4 separate regions of the Sus scrofa genome follow, and all the other regions are linked to region 3. The links are chromatin contacts, called in public Hi-C, HiChIP or PLAC-seq and promoter capture Hi-C maps. All regions are on one chromosome and are shown on one strand. The core of a region is the stretch at or near the end of the contact, and the rest is flanking DNA. Distances in the headings are between cores, read along the strand shown.

What was found. Promoter capture Hi-C pulls out the DNA fragments that hold promoters and counts their contacts. Hi-C and Micro-C count contacts between places; a contact is called where the count stands out from the background. HiChIP or PLAC-seq counts read pairs in DNA pulled down with a chosen protein or histone mark.
Region 1: a contact with region 3 is called in a Hi-C map of liver, with 6 times the contacts expected there. The contact joins the promoter of TXLNA here to the promoter of RBBP4 in region 3. A contact is called at or near these places in 2 of 5 promoter capture datasets (fetal liver and liver), 2 of 47 Hi-C or Micro-C datasets (liver and skeletal muscle) and 1 of 2 datasets of contacts at active chromatin or transcription factors (alveolar macrophages).
Region 2: a contact with region 3 is called in an H3K27ac HiChIP or PLAC-seq map of alveolar macrophages. The contact joins the promoter of KPNA6 here to the promoter of RBBP4 in region 3. A contact is called at or near these places in 2 of 47 Hi-C or Micro-C datasets (heart right ventricle and liver) and 1 of 2 datasets of contacts at active chromatin or transcription factors (alveolar macrophages).
Region 4: a promoter capture Hi-C map of liver shows a contact between it and region 3, with 4 times the contacts expected there. The contact joins the promoter of KHDRBS1 here to the promoter of RBBP4 in region 3. A contact is called at or near these places in 1 of 5 promoter capture datasets (liver) and 1 of 47 Hi-C or Micro-C datasets (heart right ventricle).

What each region holds. Positions count from the first base shown.
Region 1 is chr6:88,658,185-88,661,574 of Sscrofa11.1, forward strand. It overlaps TXLNA (alpha-taxilin), which reads left to right and starts at 1,867. Exons shown (of 11, transcript XM_003127774.6): 1 at 1,867-2,021; 2 at 2,558-2,767. The coding sequence starts at 2,590.
Region 2 is chr6:88,609,316-88,612,672 of Sscrofa11.1, forward strand. It overlaps KPNA6 (importin subunit alpha-7), which reads left to right and starts at 1,813. Exons shown (of 14, transcript XM_021095806.1): 1 at 1,813-2,209. The coding sequence starts at 2,206.
Region 3 is chr6:88,984,997-88,988,473 of Sscrofa11.1, forward strand. RBBP4 (histone-binding protein RBBP4) reads left to right here and starts at 2,096. Exons shown (of 12, transcript XM_013999126.2): 1 at 2,096-2,396; 2 at 2,964-3,111. The coding sequence starts at 2,381. It overlaps ZBTB8OS (protein archease), which reads right to left and starts at 2,003. Exons shown (of 7, transcript XM_005665186.3): 1 at 1,479-2,003. The coding sequence starts at 1,575.
Region 4 is chr6:88,528,505-88,531,665 of Sscrofa11.1, forward strand. KHDRBS1 (KH domain containing, RNA binding, signal transduction associated 1) reads left to right here and starts at 1,903. Exons shown (of 9, transcript NM_001243596.1): 1 at 1,903-2,386. The coding sequence starts at 2,005.

The DNA of each region.
Region 1 (3,390 bases), core at 617-3,116, 330 kb before region 3:
CCGTGAGCTGTGGTGTAGGTTACAGACATGGCTCAGACCTGGCACTGCTGTAGCTGTGGTGTAGGCCAGCCAGCTACAGCTCCAATTCAGCCTCTAGCCTGGGAACCTCCGTTTGCCGAGGGTGTGGCCCTAAAAGACAAAAAGAAAAAGAAAAGAAACGAAAACCTGATACTTCAAGTTAAGGAATTTAGCAGTTTTCTGTGTATGGGAAGATGCAAGAGTCTGGGCTTATTTCCTTTGATATGCAACTCAGCTAACTGGGGCCACTATCAGGTGCTTTTTCATCCTGAGTCTCCTCAGGGTGCTCTATGGGCTTGGGCGGGAGGGTGACTGCAGCACAGACTGCTAGATGGCAGGCAATTTGTTTCTACCCTGAGTTCCCCCAGGGCTCACCTTTGGGCAGCTGTAATGTGATGGCTTGATGGCTGCAACATCCTTTGTTTACTGATATGGCAGGTAACATTTTTTTCATCGACAATGGTATGGCACCTGCAAAAACCTGGGAAATCCTGGAAACAGTAAAAGTATAGCTGGAACAAAAAAGGCAGAGGGGGACGAAACATTGTAAATCAACTACGCTTTAATAATTTTTTTTAAAAGGCCAAGGGGATGAGGAGGATTGACAGGAAATAAAAGCAAAACCATTTAGGCATTAAATTTCAAGCACAGGAGTTCCTGTTGTGGCTCAGAGGTAAAGAATCCAACTAGCATCCATGAGGACACAGGTTCGATCCCTGGCCTCACTCAGTGGGTTAAGAATCTGGCATTGCCATGAGTTGCAGCGTAGGTCACAGATGTGGCTCGGGTCTGGCGTTGCTATGGCTGTGGTGCAGGCTGGCAGCCACTGCTCTGATTAGACCCCTAGCCTGGGAACTTCCATATGCCGCAGGTGCAGCCCTTAAAAAAAAAAAAAAAAAAAAAAAAAATCCAAGCACATAGGTTGCTGTGTTTTATTCTGTTGTCTACAGACAAATGGAAAAAGAATTGTGATTTCACATTTTGAGAAAAGCTTGGCTATTTTTCCCCTTTAGCACCAGTGCAACTGGGACTTGGTAGGAGTGGGCCAAAGAAAAGGCTCAGGAATCTGCTGAAACCAAACTTCCCCTTACAGGGCCTCAGCACCTTCCAAAGAGGGACTCAAGGTGGAAATGGGGATGGGAAATTAAGTATTTACTTTTCCAAGTTACCTTGACTCACCCTCAAGGAAAGCGCATCATGGTGATTATTTCTTCCTGAGTAAGAAGCAGGGTAGTCCAGTAGTTGAGATGGGTGCCAGACTTCCTGGCTTTGAAACTGCTCTAATCAGTCAATAGCTATGTGACCTTGGACAATCACCTAACAGGTGTAAATTGAGAGTAACAAATACTACAGTATTTATCTGGAGTAGTTACTGGGAAAGCTAGCATTCAAAGAACTACTGTTATTAAAATTTTCTATAGGAATACGGAAATCGAGGCTCTGGGAATGAAAAGAATGCCCGGTCACATAACAAATTAGTGATGAAATTAGGACTGGAAGGAATACAGATCTGATGTCCAGCACCGTATTTTATCCCTCGTCCTCAGAGTTCCTAGATAGTCACAGATATCCTCAGCAGGAGGGAAGGACGGGGTTGAGGTGTGCGGGGAAAAAGCAGCCAGGCGCAAGGCTCTGGGAGCTGAATCATAACTTCTGCGTGATGGAAAGGAGGTTGACGTGAGTACCAGTGCAGAATGACTGGCTGCTTTCGGACCTCCTGGGTCTGGGCTCCAAGAACGAAAGCCCTGTTGCAGCTTGGGAGTCGGGATCAGCCCGGTGCATGGAGGGACATGTAGTCCTTTCTGTCCCTCCACCCCCCCACTCCGCCTTCCCAACTCACCCGCCTCAGAGGCCGCCTTCGCTTCAACTTTCCCAGCAAGCCCCGCGAGAGCGCGGGCTATTGATTGGCCGCGGCGCGAGCAGGCGGCTCTGCCGGCAGCAGTTACCCAGGGTTTCCGGTGAGAGGCCAGAGCAGGAGAAGCCGTCGGGACGTCGGCGGTGGGGTGCGTATTGCGTCGGTTAGGGGTACAAGGCAAGCAGAGGGCCCGGGGCCCGACGCCTTCGGACGGTTCAGGGAATTACGCCGATTCCGCACGAGGACTCGGGCTGGAGTGCAGGGGCCGAGGCCTGTGCGCATGCGCGGGCGGAGCGCGCGGCTGGAGGGCGCGCGGGGCGTGGGTGGCTGCGCGCGCGCGCGGGGGGGTGGGCACACGTGGGGCCTGGGGGGCGGGGAGGAACCGGGAATCCAGCGTCCCGCCACGTCAGTCCCTGGGCCTGAGCCTGTCCGGCGCACGGGCTGTGGTGAGAGGGCTGGGTTGTGCCGGGGAAGTAGCTTCGGGGAAAAAGGAGGCCTCCTCTCCCCTGCTGTTGGGCACACCAGACTTCCCTGACCGACCAGAGATAGGGAGCCCCACTGGCTCCCATCCGAGGAAGGCCGGTCGGTTTAAGAAGCTTTGCGGGTCCGGTGTGGAGATATCAGATCCAGGCTGCGAAGAATTGTTTAAAGTCTGGAAAATAGCAAGTGTATTTGTTTCTATAGGTTCTGCTCATAACCTAACGTTGCAAACAACAATGAAGAACCAAGACAAAAAGAATGGGGCTGCCAAGCAATCTGGCCACACTTCCAACCCCAAAAACACCCCGGGGCAACCGGAAGCAGGACCAGAGGGAGGCCAGGGGCGGCCCAGCCAGTCTGCTCCCACGACAGAAGCTGAAGGTTCCACCAGCCAGGCTCCAGGGAAGGCTGAGGGTGTGTGCCAGCTCTGCTTTTCCAATGGGCAGGGGGAGGAGTTTATGGTGCGTCAGTCTAGCTTCTGGGGTTAGAAGCCAAGGCCACTGTTTATCCAGAAGGGAGGAAATGTAGAATGAGGGGAGGACACCACTGAGTCCTTGAGTGCCCACTCTGCGCTGGGGAGTTGATAGAGCCTCCCACCCTAAGCACAGGGACAGAACTCTCCTGAGAGAAGCTTCTGACAGGATTAAGTCAGGTTGGCAGTCAAATGAGGCACCCAACCAGCAAATCAAAAACACCACTTTCAGCAGTGGGTAACTGCTATTCCTATTTGAGGCATTTCTGGAACTTTTTTTTTTTTTTCTTTTTTTTCTGTTTCTTAGGGCCCCACCCTAGGCATATGGAGGTGCCCAGGCTCAAGTCGAATTGGAGCTACAGCTGCCAGCCTGCACCACAGTCACAGCAACACAGGATCCCTCACCTACTAAGTGAGGCCAAGGGTCGAACCTGAGTCTTCATGAATACTAGTCAGATTCGTTTCTGCTGCACCACAACGGGAACTCTTGGAACTTTTTTAATAGCAAGAAGTGACATTTGCAGGTGGACTAGACCTTGAGTTCCTGCTACATGATGCCACCTCT
Region 2 (3,357 bases), core at 563-3,062, 380 kb before region 3:
TGGGACAGAGACAAAGATAAGGAGGATATTGTTCCTTCCACAGACAAGCAAGAGAGAGAAACCTGGGAGCAACTTAGGGGTTGTTGCCAAGTGCTGAGAACAACGTGTGTTCTCACGTTGGACAGATACTCCTACTCTGGAAAGACAGGATTTTTCAAGGAGGTAAGAGTTGTGTTGGGTCTTGAAAGTGCATAGTTCACCTCGTGGTCATTGCATTTCAAGCAGAGGGAAGAACTTATGCAAAGGCACAAAACAAGACAGGAGCATATTTGGGGGAAAGTGATGTGATAAGGTCTCTACTTTTTTTTGTTGTTTTGTTTTGTTTTTTGGTCTTTTTAGAGCCACACCCATGGCACATGGAGGTTCGCTGGCTAGGGGTCGAATCAGAGCTACAGCCATAGATCCAAGCCGCATCTGTGACCTACATCACAGCTCATGGTAACACCAGATCCTTAACCCACTGAGCAAGGCCAGGGGTCGAACCTGTATCCTCATGGATACTAGTCAGATTCGTTTCCACTGAGCCACAAGGGGAACTTGTAAGGTCTCTACTTTTAAAAAGATAGTAGGTGCAAGTGGGAGAACCTGGAGGCAGGAGACCAGTGAGGAGGCAGGTAAAATAGGCCAGCAGAGAATTAAGAATTCTGACCTTGAGCAGTGGCAGTAGGAAGAGAAAGATAACCCTTCCGTTCCAGATTGAGTCCTAGAGTCGGCTTTTTTTTTTTTTTTTTTTTTTTTTTTTTTTTTGGCCGCACCTGCAGCATATGTAAGTTCCCAATCCAGGGATCGAACCCCAGCCGCAGCTGCAACCTATGCCACAGCTGTGACAACACCAAGTCCTTAACCCACTGTGCCAGGCTGGGATCAAACCCATGCTGCCACAGAGACAATGCCAGATCCATAACCCATTGCACCACAGCAGGAAATCCTAGATTTGCCTTTTTGAGTTGTCTCCCTCAATGTGCCAGGTATATAACTAGAGATGGCAATTTGTTGGGACAGGACCTAGGCTTCCAAAAGATAGCTCCCTCTGGGGACAGGTGACTGGGAGACATAGCTTTCCTGTGTGGAAAGGAGAGGACTGTCATGCTATTATGCAAAAAGGCAGACCTAATGTATACCAGCCATAAATTCCATAATTCAAAAGACACATGAACACTCAGAGCCTCAATTTCCTCACCTCTTAAGAGGGAGGGGAATTCCCATTGTGGCTCAGCTGATTAAGAACCTGACTAGTATACATGAGGACAAGGGTTTGATCCCTGGCCCCACTCAGTGGGTTAAGCATCCAGTGTTGCCATGAGCTGTGGTGTAGGTTGCAGACACTGCTCAAATCTGACATTGCTGTGGTTGTGGCGGAGGCCGACAGCTGCAGCTCCGATTCAACCCCTAGCCTGAGAACTTCCATGTGCCGCAGGTGCAGGTGCAGCCCCAAAAACAAACAACAACAAATAAAGAGGGAGATCATACTCCTTGTTTTGTGTAACTCACAGGTCTGTTCACTCCTTTGTTTATTCACTCAACAATTACTTATGGTGCACTACCATGTACCACATACTATGCTAGGTGCTGAATCGCAATGATGAACAATGCAGGATCGACCTCTGCTCTCAGAGAACTTGCATTGAAGATAAATTAAACAGCTATGTCAACTATAAAGCATGGCATGGGTCTCATTATTTTTCTACTTCTTATCTCCCAATAAGATTGTAACTGGGTTTGCTCTAGACTTCTTTAATTCCTTATCTCTATATCCTTGAGCAAGTCACTTCCCCTTTCCAGATGATTCTTTTTTCATACCCAGCTCAGAATCTAGGCGTGGTTTTTTAACTAGGAAAGGTAGGAATATCTTTCTGGAAGAAAAAGTTTCTAGGGGAGGTAAACCTCACTACAAAGAGGAAACAGAACCAGAAAAAAACTGAGAAACCCTAAGCACGCTTAACTCGCTTTAGTAGATATCCCTCCCAGCTTCCCTCCACCCACCCCTTTCATCATAGTCCATCCCTATTCTCCGCCTTTAGTAGCTGCTGTCTCTTTAAATGCGCTCCACTGCGTAAACTAGGCGGTGGAGCTGAAAGCGCGATTCTTCCCGGGATCGAGTGTTAAGTTGTTTGTCCGTTTCGGGCTGCCGTCCTGCAGATCCGCCATATTGTCTACTGAAGCTGCTGCCGCTGCCGCCGCCAAGTAGGAGCGAGCGGAGCCGCGATGGGTGAGTAAGGAAACCAAGCAACTGGGGACTCGGGCTGAGGCGGTCTCGGGGCTTGGGGTCTGGCGAGAGCCTGTCTCTAGTCTGCAGAGGATGTCTTAGTCTTTCCAAATAGGTTTGAGGGAGAGAAGCCAGGCCGGGAGCGCTGCTCAGGCCAGTTTGGGGCCGGGTTAGGGCCCATGCGGGGATCAGTCTTTGGGGGGCTGGTTCCAGGAACACCTTGCTACTCCTGGAGCCCCCACGTGGTGGCTCTGGGCTGGATTCCCCTTGTTCCCGGGGGCTGGAAGGGGGCCGACCCTCCGGCCTGCTCTGAGCCAGGGGCTGGGGGCCGGGCTCCTGGTGGCAGGCCCGGGCGGCGTTAAGGGGGCCCTCTCCAGGCGTGTGTCTGACCGACGCGCCTCCTAATTAGATTCACTGGTTCCCCTGAACTCAGGCAAATCCTGCCTACGTCGCAGAGGGAGTCCTAGGGCTAAGGGACGCCTGCCGAGCCGGCTGCAGGCCCTTAACCAGGGGCAGCCTTGCCGAATGCAGCCTGGGCCGCCGAAGGCCGGGAAAACTTCCAGAGCCGAGGCGGAAATGGGGTGGTTCGGTTGGGTTCAGAGTGACAGCCTTCATAGTGGTAGAATACCACTGCCAACACCTCGTAGCCATATATAGGTCGGAGACCTTAGGTCTCTGGGCCCGGCACTGCTTAGGAGAAAAGGAGCGACCTGTTGCTCTTCCTAAGGGGACTCCAGCTAGCAAGGCCTGTGCCCAGAATGCGGTGGCGAAGTCTTTGGACGTAGGAACAGAACCATCAGGGGTACTTCCTCTCCAGCAATAAAAACTATTAAATTTGCTAAGCTCTTCCTGTGTGCAGGCATTGTTCTGATTGCTTTACATGTCACGTTTTATATAATATGTACAACCTATTGAGATAGATATTGCTGTTATCCTCGTTTTACAGATAAGGAAACTGAGGCTTAGAGAGGTAAAGTAACTCAACCAAGGTCACACAGTCAGCGGCTTAAACCGGGGTGATCACTAGCCCTAGCTAGTTTATAGCTGCTGTTCTTTATGGCCTGGCCCCCTAGTGGTTGGGCTAGAAAAGGGAGAAAGAAAGCTTTTAATCCTAGGCAAAGTTGTAAAGGTGTTTTGTTTTTCTGCTAGTG
Region 3 (3,477 bases), core at 846-3,345:
AAATGCAATTAGTGTAACAAGACACTCAACAAACTGGAAAAGACCAAAAAGTATGGTAACAGTAAACTGGCAAAAGTATGAGAAAAGATGCTGGGGAGAGTATAAACAGGCACAACTTCAATGGAGAGCTATTTGGCAATAACTGCTGAAGTTAAAAATGCAGGAGCTCCCTTGTGGCTCAGCAGATTAAGGATCCTGCATTGTCACTGCAGCAGCTTGGGCTGCTGCTGTAGCTCAGGTTCAGTCCCTGATTCAGGGACTTCCACAGGCTGGAGGGGAGGGCAAAAAAAAAAAAAAAAGCAGTTGCCTTTTGACAAAACAATGTAACTTTTGGAAATTTATTCCACAGATATACTTGCACAGGTGCCAAGCAATGGATGTACAAGTATACTCACTGCTGCATTGTTTCCAATTGTAAAAGAATAAAAACATAAATGTCCATCAATTAGAAAGTGGTTAACTAAACTAAATGTCCATCTCTACATGTACATATAAGAAAATGTTAAGAATGGCTGATCTGGAGACAAAGACTAGGTGGCTAGAAATCTGGGCTGGAAGTTCCCAGGCCAGAGATTGACTCTGCAACCTCATGGTTCCTAGTCGGATTGGTTTCCACACTGCACTGGGCTGGGGATCCAACCTGCACGTCCAGAGCAACCTGAGTCACTTCAGTCAGATTCTTAACCCACTGTACCACAGTGGGAACTCCCTGTACTTTTTGAATTTGGCATCATGTATAGAACTTATTAAAAGTAATTTTTAAAAATTGCTAAGTGAGAGAAAAATGAGCGTAGGGAGACATACAGGGTCCAGAAAGAACTAAGCCTAGTAAGCTATGGTAAATAGTTGGATTCTATACTGAAGACAAGGGGAATTTAATGAAATATTTTAAGCAGGGATATTAGAGTCAGATTAGTCCTTCCCAGACCACAGCCACCTTTAGGGATGATAGCTTAAGGTTTATATAGAACTTCAGAGTCTGCACTACACTTTCACATTTATTTTTATCTCAATTATCCCTCACATGAAGGAACTGAATGCAAAGAAAGGTTATGTGATTTGCCTAAAGTCACTTAACTAAATATGGCAAAACCAGGTCTTTTTACTAACACGATACAGGTAAAACACCAAGTTAGAAGTTCCCTACTGAGAGCTTTCAGTCCCCTAACCTAGCCACACTCTTAGGAGACGACAACTCCGCAAACGCTTGAAAACACGGTTGTGTTTAGAATTAATACACCAATAAAATTCCCACAAAGTAAGCGTGAATAGGCACACGTAGAAAAAGTTCAAAAGACTAAATGTGGAAGCCCAGATTTCCGATTCAGACCGGGTGGCTTTTCCCTTCAGCATCCGCGGGACAAGCACAGAAGAGACAAACAGGGCTAAAAGGGAACGTGCCGGAAGTACCGTAGGGGACAAAGTGGAAGGCGAGGCCAGAAGCCCCAGGTAATGAGAGAAGTGAGACACCTACTCACACTCGTACTTCCGATTGACTGGAGGATACTTGGCCTTGATCGCCTTCTGCTCCTCAGTCAAATTGTAATCTCTAAAATCTTCCCCTTCCAGCGCCATGATTGTGCTTTTGGACCCAAACTCAGCTTCCGCCCTTCTTCAGCTGGACTTCGGCCCTGACTTATAACTTCCGCTCTAGACTCCGCCCCTTGGCACACCCTTAAAGGACCAGGGCTCCATTCCCTGGGAGGTACTTAATCCTTCTAGACTTCCGTTCTGTGTCCCAGGGTTTGGAGCACATCATTAAAAGTCGAAGGACCCACTTTCTGCTCTTGCTTAATAGTTCTTCCTACGACTAAGGAAACAAATAATTTGGAGGACGTGGAATAAGGGACACGAATTAGACACCTTTCGATCTGAATGATAGAGGCCTTTTCTTGCCGCCTAGCCCCACAATAGATAACTAGACCCGGAAGCATCCTACATTTTCCCATCTAAAGTACTACTTTGAAGGGGTCGCTAGCTTAACACCCTTCACGAAAATGGCTGCCCCCAAAAGCGTGCGGACTAAACCTCTCACGTGACCCCGGGCGGGTGCACTTCTACTACTCCCGCGCGCGCGAGCGCGCGCGCGTGATCGGAGGAAGTCGGCTTGGGGCCGTGTGGGGGCAGGGGCAGAGCGCGCGCCTGGGCCTGGAGGCAAGCTGCTCCGCGCGTCTGGATAGGCTGCGATCGCGGCTTCCCCGCCCACACCGACGTTCGGCGCACTCCGATTGGCCGATGTTGGCGCGAAGGTGCGCGAGTCGGCCCTCACGCAGGGGCAGCAGGAAACAATAGAGGCCGCGCGCGCAGAAGGAGCGCTCGCAGCCTCCCCGCCCCTCTCGCAACGCTCTGCCCCAGGATCCCCCCGGCTTGCCTGTACGCCATGGCGGACAAGGAAGGTGAGGGTGCCGGGGCCGCCCCAGGAGGGCGGGAGGAGTCAGGCTTGCGCCGCGGCCTCAACGCGGCCTAACGGTGGGGGCAGGCCAGACTCTGCCTAGGGCCGTCCCCGCCATCGCAGGCGTGAGGAAAAATCGCCCCGCGGGGCGGGCTCATGGCGCGCCAGCCCCTCTGGAGCGGAGGCCCGGCGCAGCGGTGTGAGGCTGGCCGTGGTGGCCTCGGGGGGGGTGTTTGGTCCCTCCCGCGCTCCCCGTCGGTCTACCTGCCTCTCTCCGGGTCCTCCCGGCCGCTCTCCCTACCCGCAGGGGTCGGTGCTCGGTCTCACCGTCGGTTCTGTGCGCTCGACGGCGGGCGCCGTCGCCCGAAGGGCTAACGGAGTGTCTGGTCGGGATTACCCGAGCAGTTCCCGCCCGGCGAAGCTGGAGAGCGGTGGTGGTGCCTGCGCCTCCGGGAGATCTAGACTAATCTCCATTTCAGAATCAGGATTCAGGAGCCGTGACGGTAGCTTTGGAAGTGTTTACTCGGTTTCCGTTTGTGGTCGCTAACTTAATTTGTTCTTAATTTTTTAGCAGCCTTTGATGACGCAGTAGAAGAACGTGTGATCAACGAAGAGTACAAAATATGGAAAAAGAACACCCCTTTTCTTTACGATTTGGTGATGACCCATGCTCTGGAGTGGCCCAGCCTAACTGCACAGTGGCTTCCAGATGTAACCAGGTGATAGGAATCTCTCGAATGCTGTTTTGTTGTGTCCTCAGTGTAGATTTCTCACATTGATTTTCCCTGTTTTCCTCTCTCCAGTCACCCGTAGAGGACACGTGATCAAAGCCTATTGGTGACATTTTTTTCCTAGGCCAGAAAGTAAGGCAAAATGTAAAATTATTTTGCAGTTTAGCATATAAGAGAGAACATACTGATGTTTTCTTTTTATTTACTTGTTTTTATTGAGGTACTGATTTACAATGTTGTGTAAATTTCTGCTGTACGGCAAAGTGATTCAGTTATGTTTTTAAAGTACAGCTGATTTTCCATGCTTCTTCGGTTTCTGTTGTATAGCAAAGTGACCCAATCACAGTTTCCTGT
Region 4 (3,161 bases), core at 653-3,152, 460 kb before region 3:
ACTCATTCTCCCCTGGCCAAAATCTATATTCCACTTTGAAGTCCAATCCCACCTAATATTCATTTATCTTTGGGCATTTGTCACATTACTCTCTTCACTACAATTATTCAAAAACATTGTTTTCTTGTACATGACTGTAAACTACTTATGTGTCCTCAAAGTAAAGTACTACCCTAGACACTGGAGATAAATACACATATGGGATAATTTATGGATAGGACTGTGTTTTGTTCTCATTTCTGCCGGTGATTTCTCTCCCCATCCCCAAGAAGGTAGTCAGGGCTTAATGTTCCCTAGCTGAAGGTTTCTAAGTTTCAGGTCTAAAAATTAGCAGTTTCCAGGCACCCAGAGGACGATTTCCAGAAATGCTTTTGAAAAGCGTGGGTTTATTAGGGAACTGATCCAGGAGGAAAAGGGATGGGAGTGCTTTGAATGGGGGAAGCAAAAAATCTGCGGAGGGAAGAAAAGAGTTAGAGATGGTACCAGGTGTTTTAGAGTTTATGGGCGAATAGAGACCTAGCCTTCATCTGCATATAGCACCCCAGGATGAGGAGACTGCTGCAATATCTTGGCCTTGAGAGCAGTGGTCTTTTTGAGCAAGCGTGGAATGATTCATCGGGAAGGGCAGGGGGATTAGCGCTCACATCAGTAGAAGGAATCACCCTAAAGATGCAACCATCACAGATTAAGGTGCTGGCCTCTATCCCACTTTTTTTGCGGACAAAACACATCTATGGAAAGCAGTACTATATGTAAAGAGCTAAAATGCTTCCTCTTTTAAGATGACTTCTCTGACCAACAGCTAACGTTCAAGAACCTACTTTAGGAGTTCTCCCCCTGGCTCAGTGGTTAACGAATTGACTAGCATCCACTAGGACACAGGTTGGATCCCTGGTCTTGCTCAGTGGGTTAACAATCTGGTGTTGCCTTGAGCTGTGGTGTAGGTCACAGACTCGGCTCGGATTCTGTGTGCTATGCCTGTGGCAAAGGCCAGCAGCTACAGCTCCGATTCGACCCATAGCCTGGGAACCTCCATATGCCGCAGGTGTGCCCTAAAAATCAAAAACAAAAACAAAACAAACAAAAAAAACCCCACTACGTTGAAAACCATGGGGTACTACTTGGCTTCCCTGCTCTGGTCTGGGGCCCCGTTTCCTGGCTAGATATCAGGTCCAATCCGAGCCCTCCCTCTTAGTTCAAGTCTTCCAATAGCCTCCAGTCGTCCCACTGACCGGTCCTTCCTCACTGCCCCCTTCCAAACTTCCCTTTCCTATTTCCACCCCTCAATCCTGCGTCAGACTCTCCCTGGTCGTCCCTTCCTCATCTCCCTGGCTCCTTTCCCTCTCCCCGTTCAGGCAGTCTCTCTCCCTCCTTTCTTTCTGGGCAGACGACGCCAGTGCTCTCTCCTTCCCCTCCCACGGCCCCCACGCGGGTCTCTTTTATTCAGTGACCTCCCCCCTTCCCCACCCCACTCCACTCCACTGAACAGAGGCACCCCTAGCAGTTCGGCCGTTGGAGGGGGCGTGGCCCTGGAGTAACAGGTCTCCCGCCCCACAGGCCGCGGGCCCGCGCGCAGACAAAGACATTCCACAGCCCCCGCCCCCTCCGCGCACCCGGCCAGAAGGGGGAGGAGACACGTGTCCCGCTAGCGCCGAGTCACGTGGAAAAAGAAAACGAACGAAGCCCGCGGCCACCCGCGCACGCGCACGCGGCTCCGGCCTGGCGGGCTCACAGGGAACACGGGAGTTGGAAGGCGACTTCTTCGGACTCCGCGGCGGTGCGCAGGCGCCGTGGCCCGACCGGGACTTTGTTCTCCGCGGAGAGACCCAAGGGCGGTGCCGGTTCCTGGTGCGCCTGCGCGCCGCCTCATTTCCGGTGCTCTCTTTCGCTGGGTCGCTTGGGTCGGCTTCGGTCGCCGTAGCTCCCGCTCTCCTACCCCCGCCAACCGCCGCTGGGGCCTCTGCCGCGTCGCTTCCTCGATCATTTGATCGGACATCCTCTCCAATGCAGCGCCGAGACGATCCCGCCGCGCGCATGAGCCGGTCCTCGGGCCGCAGCGGCTCCATGGACCCCTCAGGTGCCCACCCCTCAGTGCGTCAGGCGCCGTCTCGGCAGCCTCCGCTGCCTCACCGATCCCGGGGAGGCGGAGGGGGATCCCGGGGGGGTGCCCGGGCCTCGCCCGCCACGCAGCCGCCACCGCTGCTGCCGCCCTCGGCCACCGGTCCCGACGCGACAGTGGGCGGTCCAGCGCCGACCCCGCTGCTGCCCCCCTCAGCCACTGCCTCCGTCAAGATGGAGCCGGAGAACAAGTACCTACCCGAACTCATGGCCGAGAAGGACTCGCTCGACCCGTCCTTCACTCACGCCATGCAGTTGCTGACAGCAGGTAAGCGGGCCTCCGTGGTCCCTTTGGGTCGCCCGGCTACGCGGGGGCAAGGGTGGCAGTGGCTTTGTTTCTCTCGTTTCCCGCCCCCTGGGGACCGGGGAAGTCATGGACTCCCCTTCTCTCGTTATCATCTTCGGGAGTCTGGATTCCACTTTCCCATCCCGACCCAGAGTGCGAGGGAGAATTTCTAGGCTGCAGTGGAGGCCCGAAGGGGACTTGGCGATCTCTTAGCGCTAAGATCTTGATGGATTTTGTGCCGCGCTCCCGCCCCCTTGCCGACCCTTCCCCTCCCACCTCTTGCAGCTGCCCCGCGCTCCGAGTGTTCGGATTCTTCCAGAAATGAACCACCTTCTCTCCCTTCCCCCAAAGGGAAAGCTTATTTGATCGCTGGTGGCGGTCGGCGCCTGACTGAGGGTGTAGGAGGTGAAGACAGCCTGAGCCGGGAGGAACCGTGGGAGGGAGGGCCGAGGTGAGATGGGGTGAGGCTAGGGTGCCCTATTCAGCGCGCCGCGGCCGCGGCCGCTGGGGCCGGATCGGACTTAGTGGTAACTGGAGCTTGAGTTGCTCGGAGGCAGGAGCAACCTGTGGGAATCGAAGCTTAAGATTTTAGGAATCAAATTTCCAACTTGGGCCGATAAGGTGGTCACTGCTGCAGTCGGAAGATTGGACCCCATTCTTTTACAACGTGTGTTTGTCACTCAAGAGGGGGAAAAAAATAATAACGCCAGTGACAGTGAAAGGGGATGATAGAGGGAGGTAAAGGATGGTTTGCATG